Regions from separate parts of the Canis lupus genome. Here region 1 is linked to region 2. Evidence: chromatin contacts called from public Hi-C data. All regions are on one chromosome and are shown on one strand. Each heading gives the region's core, a stretch centred on a gene start, on an enhancer-like site or on the middle of the called end of the contact. The rest is flanking DNA. Distances are from core to core; before and after follow the strand shown. Region 1 holds the start of UBE2G1 (ubiquitin-conjugating enzyme E2 G1). Region 2 holds the start of ZZEF1 (zinc finger ZZ-type and EF-hand domain-containing protein 1).

What was found. A called contact is a pair of places that touch in the nucleus more often than the background predicts.
Region 1: a Hi-C map of blood shows a contact between it and region 2, with 2.5 times the contacts expected there. The contact joins the promoter of UBE2G1 here to the promoter of ZZEF1 in region 2. A contact is called at or near these places in 2 of 9 Hi-C or Micro-C datasets (both in blood).

The regions. Positions count from the first base shown.
Region 1 is chr5:30,630,003-30,632,909 of UU_Cfam_GSD_1.0, reverse strand. It overlaps UBE2G1 (ubiquitin-conjugating enzyme E2 G1), which reads left to right and starts at 1,301. Exons shown (of 6, transcript XM_038536397.1): 1 at 1,301-1,453. The coding sequence starts at 1,408.
Region 2 is chr5:30,432,626-30,435,429 of UU_Cfam_GSD_1.0, reverse strand. It overlaps ZZEF1 (zinc finger ZZ-type and EF-hand domain-containing protein 1), which reads left to right and starts at 1,354. Exons shown (of 55, transcript XM_038536383.1): 1 at 1,354-1,707. The coding sequence starts at 1,354. It overlaps CYB5D2 (neuferricin), which reads right to left and starts at 837. Exons shown (of 4, transcript XM_038536396.1): 1 at 576-837. The coding sequence starts at 822.

The sequences.
Region 1 (2,907 bases), core at 52-2,551, 200 kb before region 2:
TCCAGAAAGTTAGGGTGTTTTCGGACACTGGTTTTTATGGAGCAGCCAGAAAGCTCCAGCGCGGGGACAAGCTAGGCTGCGGCAGGGAGGCCCTGAGGAGAGCGGACCGTTAAGTATGACTTCTTTTCTCGTTATAAAGAAACACGTTTGGGGCCTTCCTGTCTCGCTCTCCTCCTTAGTGACCCCGCACTGAGCACACCTGAGGCCTTGCCTGCGGAGCTTGTGACCCCGAGGGAGCAGGGCGCCCCTCTCCACGTGTACCTGCTCTGGGGGCGCCCAGGGCGATTCTCGGAGACATTCCTGATCTGGAGAGCGGTCTGAGCCAGGACGCAGCCAGCCTCCTGCGGGCAAGGGCAGGGCGGTCCTTCCCCGCGGCCCCCGCTACAGAGGCGTGCAGGTGCACCGGGCAGGTGCTGGAGGGACCGAGGGGCCGGAGCGCGCTCCACGGGGTCGCGCAGCCCCCGGGGCCGTGCAGGTGCTCGAGGGACGGGAAGGCCCAGGTTCCCTCCGCGGCCTCCGCGGCCCTCACAGCTGTGCAGGCGCACCGGGCAAGTGCTGGAGGACTGAGGGCCCGAGCGCCGTCCGCGGGGTCCCAGGTGATGCTCTAAGGTCAGTCCGCAGTAAGAGGTGCGCCAGGAATCTTCACCCTTCTTCCTGTAAAGGGAGTTAGAGCACCTGACGTCAGCTTCGGGGGTTTACGTAAAACGGGACACACCAGCACGAAGTTCGGCTCCAGCCACGGCTCGTTCGCAGTCGCCCGCAAGCTGGCCCCGCACTCCGGGACCACCTGCTCCAGCCCCGGGGCTAAGTCCGGGCAAGCGGCGACCTCCTCGTCATGGTGTCCATGCGGCGTCGGCCAGCGGCTCCTCTCCCCATACCCGCCCCGGCGTCCCCTGCGCCTCGCGCGACCTTCCCAAAATGGCGGCGGCGGGCGCCGCGGCGCGCAGGGGGCGGGATTCCGCCGGCGGGGGCGGGGCCGGCGGGCGGGCCGAGGCGAGGTGGGCAGCCCCAGCGCGCCTGCGCGGAGCGGCCCTGCGCGCAGTGAGGCAGTGGCGGGGGGAAAGGCAGTGGCGGGGGGAAGGCACCGGCGGGGCCGACGGGCGGCTCGAAGGAGGGGAGCGGGCAAGCGGAGTCCCAGTACGCGCCGCGGCCGCCCGGGCGCCCTCCCGTTCCGGGCGTGAGGCGCCGTGTGGAGCCCCCCGCGCTGACCCGCGCCGGTAGCGAGGCGCCGCTCCCGCCGCCAGCCCGGCCTGCCCCGGCCCCGGCCCCGGCCCCGGCCCCGGCCCCGGCCCCGGCTCTCCCGTCGCGGAGGCCCGCGTTCCTCAGCACTCCCGGCTCCGGGCGCCCCCACAGCCTGCTCCCGGCCCCTCGGAAGCCCCGGCGCCGGCCCGGGCCCTCGGCGGGAGGATGACGGAGCTGCAGTCGGCGCTGCTACTGCGGAGACAGCTGGCAGGTGAGCGCCGGCCGGCCCGGGCCCTCCTCCTCCGGGCGGGCGGCCGGGGCGAGGTCGGGGAGTCCGTCCGGCCGGGCCCGCACTCGGCCGGCGTCGGGAGGCCGTCGGGGGCGGGGACGCGGCCCGCCGCGGGGACCGGGCCGGCGCCCGCGCCCTCCCCTCCGCTCCCCTCCCCCACCGCGCGGTGGGACGTTGCGGGGGAGGGGCTGCGGGGCCCCGGAGGGGCGGGCCCCGGGGCTCAGGTGCGGCCGCGGGGGGAGGGGCGGCCGCGGGGCCGGGGGCCGGGGGCCGGGGGCCGGGGGCCGGGGGGCGTCCGGGCTGGCTGGCTGCGGGGGGCCGGGCCGGGCCGGCGGGCGGGGCGCGGGCGGGCGGGCGGGCGGGCTGGGGGAGGCGGCCCCCGGCCGCGGAGGGGAGGCGCGCAAAACTTCTGGCCGGCCGCGCGGCGCCGCGGAGTTGGGGCGGACAACAAAGCGCCGGCCTGGGCGGCCGCGGCGCGCGGGGTTGGCGGAGCGGGCAGTGCGGGCCGCCGCCGGCCGCCGCCGGGCCGCCTCCGCCTGGCACGGGCCCCGCCTGGCCCGCCCGCCTCGCCTCGCCCGCCGCGGAGGGTGGGAGCGGGCCGGGAGCCGCTCGCGGCCGCCCCGGGCTTTGTGCCCCGAGGGCCCCCGCACGGGCTCGCTGAGCCCCCGAGCCGCGGGGCCGGGCCGGGGCGGCGGCCGGGGGCGGTCCCCCGGGGCCGCCGGCGGCCCCCTCCCCCATTGTCCCGGCCTCCGGCCGTTTGCGGCTTCCAGGTTGACTTTTTAGGGGGTTGGCTCCTGCTCCGCTAGGACGGTGCGAGCGGGGCATGCGCACTGGGGGCGGACGTGCGCCGAGGGCGGGGGGGCCGGTGGCTTCACAATGCCGCCCCACGTGCTGCCAGATTTAAAGAGAAATGTGCACCCCCGGCCCGGCGCGCCTGCCGCCGTCGCCGCTGCTGCTCCCCGCGGGGTCCTCGCCGCCCCGGGCCCTGGGCCCCGGGTCCTGCGCTCGGCGCTCGGAGCCCGGGCCTGCAGAACTCCAGCTCGTCCACACTCCTCGAGCTGCTGCTTCAATCACCTCGATGGCTTCTTGAGAAAAAGGTTGTCAGGGACTGCTGGAGGTTGTATAATTAGCGTTATTATTAGACCATGAGCAAGCAGGTTTGGACACATTCAACTTCTGGATGCTCAGGGCAGTGACTTGAAGTGGATGGAGAAGTTCTGGCGATAGTTGATAATCCATCACGGAGAATGTATCGGAAAAGCGATGAAACAATGACCTTATTGCATCTTGTTTTTTGTCTTTTTTTTTTTTTTTGGTTTATTTTGTTTTGGAGGAAGGAGTTAGGATGTCCTTTTGTCTCGTGAAGAATTCTCTAATAAGTTTTTATTGTGTGCTGAACTATTGAACAGCGTTAGAATAAGAAGTCAGTAGTAAAA
Region 2 (2,804 bases), core at 105-2,604:
CTGCGGTCCCAGCTCGGCTTCTGCATCGCCAAGTGCTCCGGGCAGGTTCCTTCCCTTGCTGGGCTGACTGAGGAGCTCGGCAACTACCGCCCCCACTCCCCCCGTCAATCCTCCCGCTTCTGCAGCCCTCCCTAAAGACAAGGAGGGGAGGGGACTCGTGTTGAGGTACCAGGGGCAGCTTCCCAATGCTACGGCCGTGGCAAATAGAAAACGCCTCTTTCCTCTCGCCGTCGGCTTGTTCCTCTTTCCCCTGGGGCTGGTGAGCCCATCTCTGAGGGGGAGGGTCCTGGCCCGAAGCCGGTCGGCCCATCCCCCCAGCTGTAGGACGGCCGCCGCGGACCAGGGACCCCGCACACGCGCTCCGCCGGGGGGCGTGGAAAGGACACACCTGGCGGGTGACCGGGCCTGCTTCTCGGGCCCACGTCGCGGGGGACGGCCGTCGTCCTGAGGGCGGGGGACGGCCGCCCACCAGCCGGGGCCTGCGGGAGAAGGGCCGAGGGACGCACGGACGAGCGGGGGCGTGAGTGAAAGAGCGCGCGCGCGGACGGACGGACAGACGGACGCCTCGCCAGTACCTGCGAAGCCGCTATAGTGGGCCCCGGGCTCGTAATGCCTCCGGCCGGGGGACACATCGTACACGCGGCCAAGCAACGCCAAGTAGAGACCCGGGGCCCCGGGGCCGCCGCGGTAGCGGGCCAGCTCCTCGGGCACGAACAGGCGAAGCCCAGCGCGGTCGCTCCACCAGCCCAGCCACCGTGCCGCCGCCGCCGCCGCCGCCGCCGCCAGGCCCAGCAGGAGTCCGCGGCCGCCGAGCCGCCGCATTCAGCCCACAGGCGGCCGCCCCGCCACCCACGGCCAAGGCGGTGGCGCACGCGTGACGTCACCGGCGCGACGCCCTCTCGCCCCCGCCCCCGTCACCACGGGGACAGCGGAGGACTGAAGGGAAAAAGGCTTGCGAGAGACCCCTCCCTGGCTTCGCCGTTTTTCAGCGTAGCTGGCGAACGTGGAGCGATACTGCCAGTGTCAGCGGCGAAGGCTCCGCCGCGCCGGCGCCCGCCCCCCACAAAGATGGCGGCAAAGGAGGCTGCGGGATGACGTAGACGGCGGGACCTTCTGGGAAATCGAGGCTTCCATCCTCTCCGGAAGCCGTCCTCCGCTTGCTGTCTCACAGCTTTCGCTTGGGTCCGCTTGACGGCGTCTTTGCGACGGCAGTTCTCGCTTGACGGCGAGGAAGCCGGAAGCCGCCGCCGCCGTCGTACCCTCCCCGTCCCGCCCGCCGGGCGCCGCCGGAGGTTGACAGGTCGAGGCGGGGAGGCGGCGGCGGCACAGCCGGACGCCCGACACGGAGACCCCATGGGGAACGCTCCGAGTCACAGCAGTGAAGACGAAGCGGGTGCCGCCGGGGGAGAGGGCTGGGGCCCGCACCAGGACTGGGCTGCGGACGCGAGCGCCATCCCCGGCTCGGGCCCCGCGGCCCCAGCGCTGCCCCCCGCCGCCGCGCTGCTGGAGCCGGCCCGACTGCGAGAGGCGGCGGCGGCGCTGCGGCCCGCGCCGCCTTGCGAGTCTCTGGTGTCCCGGCACCACGGCGCGCTGTTGCGCTGGCTGGAGGAGCGGCTGGGCCGCGGCGAAGAGGCCGTCACCCTGGAGCAGTTCCGCGAGCTGCTGGAGGCTCGCGGCGCCGGCTGCTCGGGCGAGCAGTTCGAGGAGGTCAGGCCGGGCTGGCGGGGGCGGGGCGAGGGCTGCAGACCGGCTCGCAGGTCCGGGAGGGGGAGGGCAGCGCAGAGCGCTCCTGGGACCGTATGGAAAGCCCGGCCTCGGCCGCCCTTGGTTGGAGGACCTTGGCAGGCTCTGCTGTGTTCGCATCCTGCTGGAGTACCGGCGTCTGTGCTGCTGCCTGACGCCAGGTCGGCGGCGGCCCGCAGGCCTAGGGATGGGGGGGTGGGGGGTGGGGGTGGGGTGGTGGCAGCGAAAGCCATCCTGTTTCACCGACTGGAGGGATTTTATGGATGCCCTTCTGGATCCAGTGTGGGCGCCTGACAGATGTGGCGGGAGATGGCACGTCCCGGAAGAGCTTCCATTCTAGCAGCCATTCTCATCACACAAACATTATCTTTTCCAAATACACATTTGTTTTCAGTTAGTTGAAGGCCCATGTTTTAGACTCGTGGAAATCTGCGTGTAACCTGGGACTGATAGGCATATGTCAGGTTTCCTGCCAGTACTTGCACTTATACAGCTTTTGGCATAGTCCCCAACATCGTATTATTGAATCATGAACAGCAAGTTGATACCTCAACAACATATATTTTTTTCTTTTTCTCAGAAGGGTTGTTAGGAATTGTACGTTTCACTTTACAGTTAAATAGAGGCCTGATCCAGGGTTCCCGATGGCTCGTTGGCAACCTAAGACCTAGTACTCAGATCTTTTTGATTTATTTGTCTTAATGTCCCACTGCCTGCTTCTTGGGACCCTATTTCTTTAACTCCACAGAGTTATAATAAAAAAGATACTTCGTTTTTGAAAATGAGTAAGCCATGTAGAATCCTCACTGTCAGTGAAGGATGAGTATATAAAGCAGTAAACTGACAGATGCTTGTAATGCCATTAAAAAGTGATGTCCACTTCACAACCAGAGAAGGCTTTTAAAATTTCTTAAGAATGTTTCCCTGTATGTGGTCAGAATTCAGATAATATGGTTTGTATGTTTCTTACATTTTCCTTAAAAAAATACCTGTAAGACATCCCAGTTCTTGAAAATGTGGTTGTACGACACAGTGAAGGGTCTCCATATATATTTTTTCTT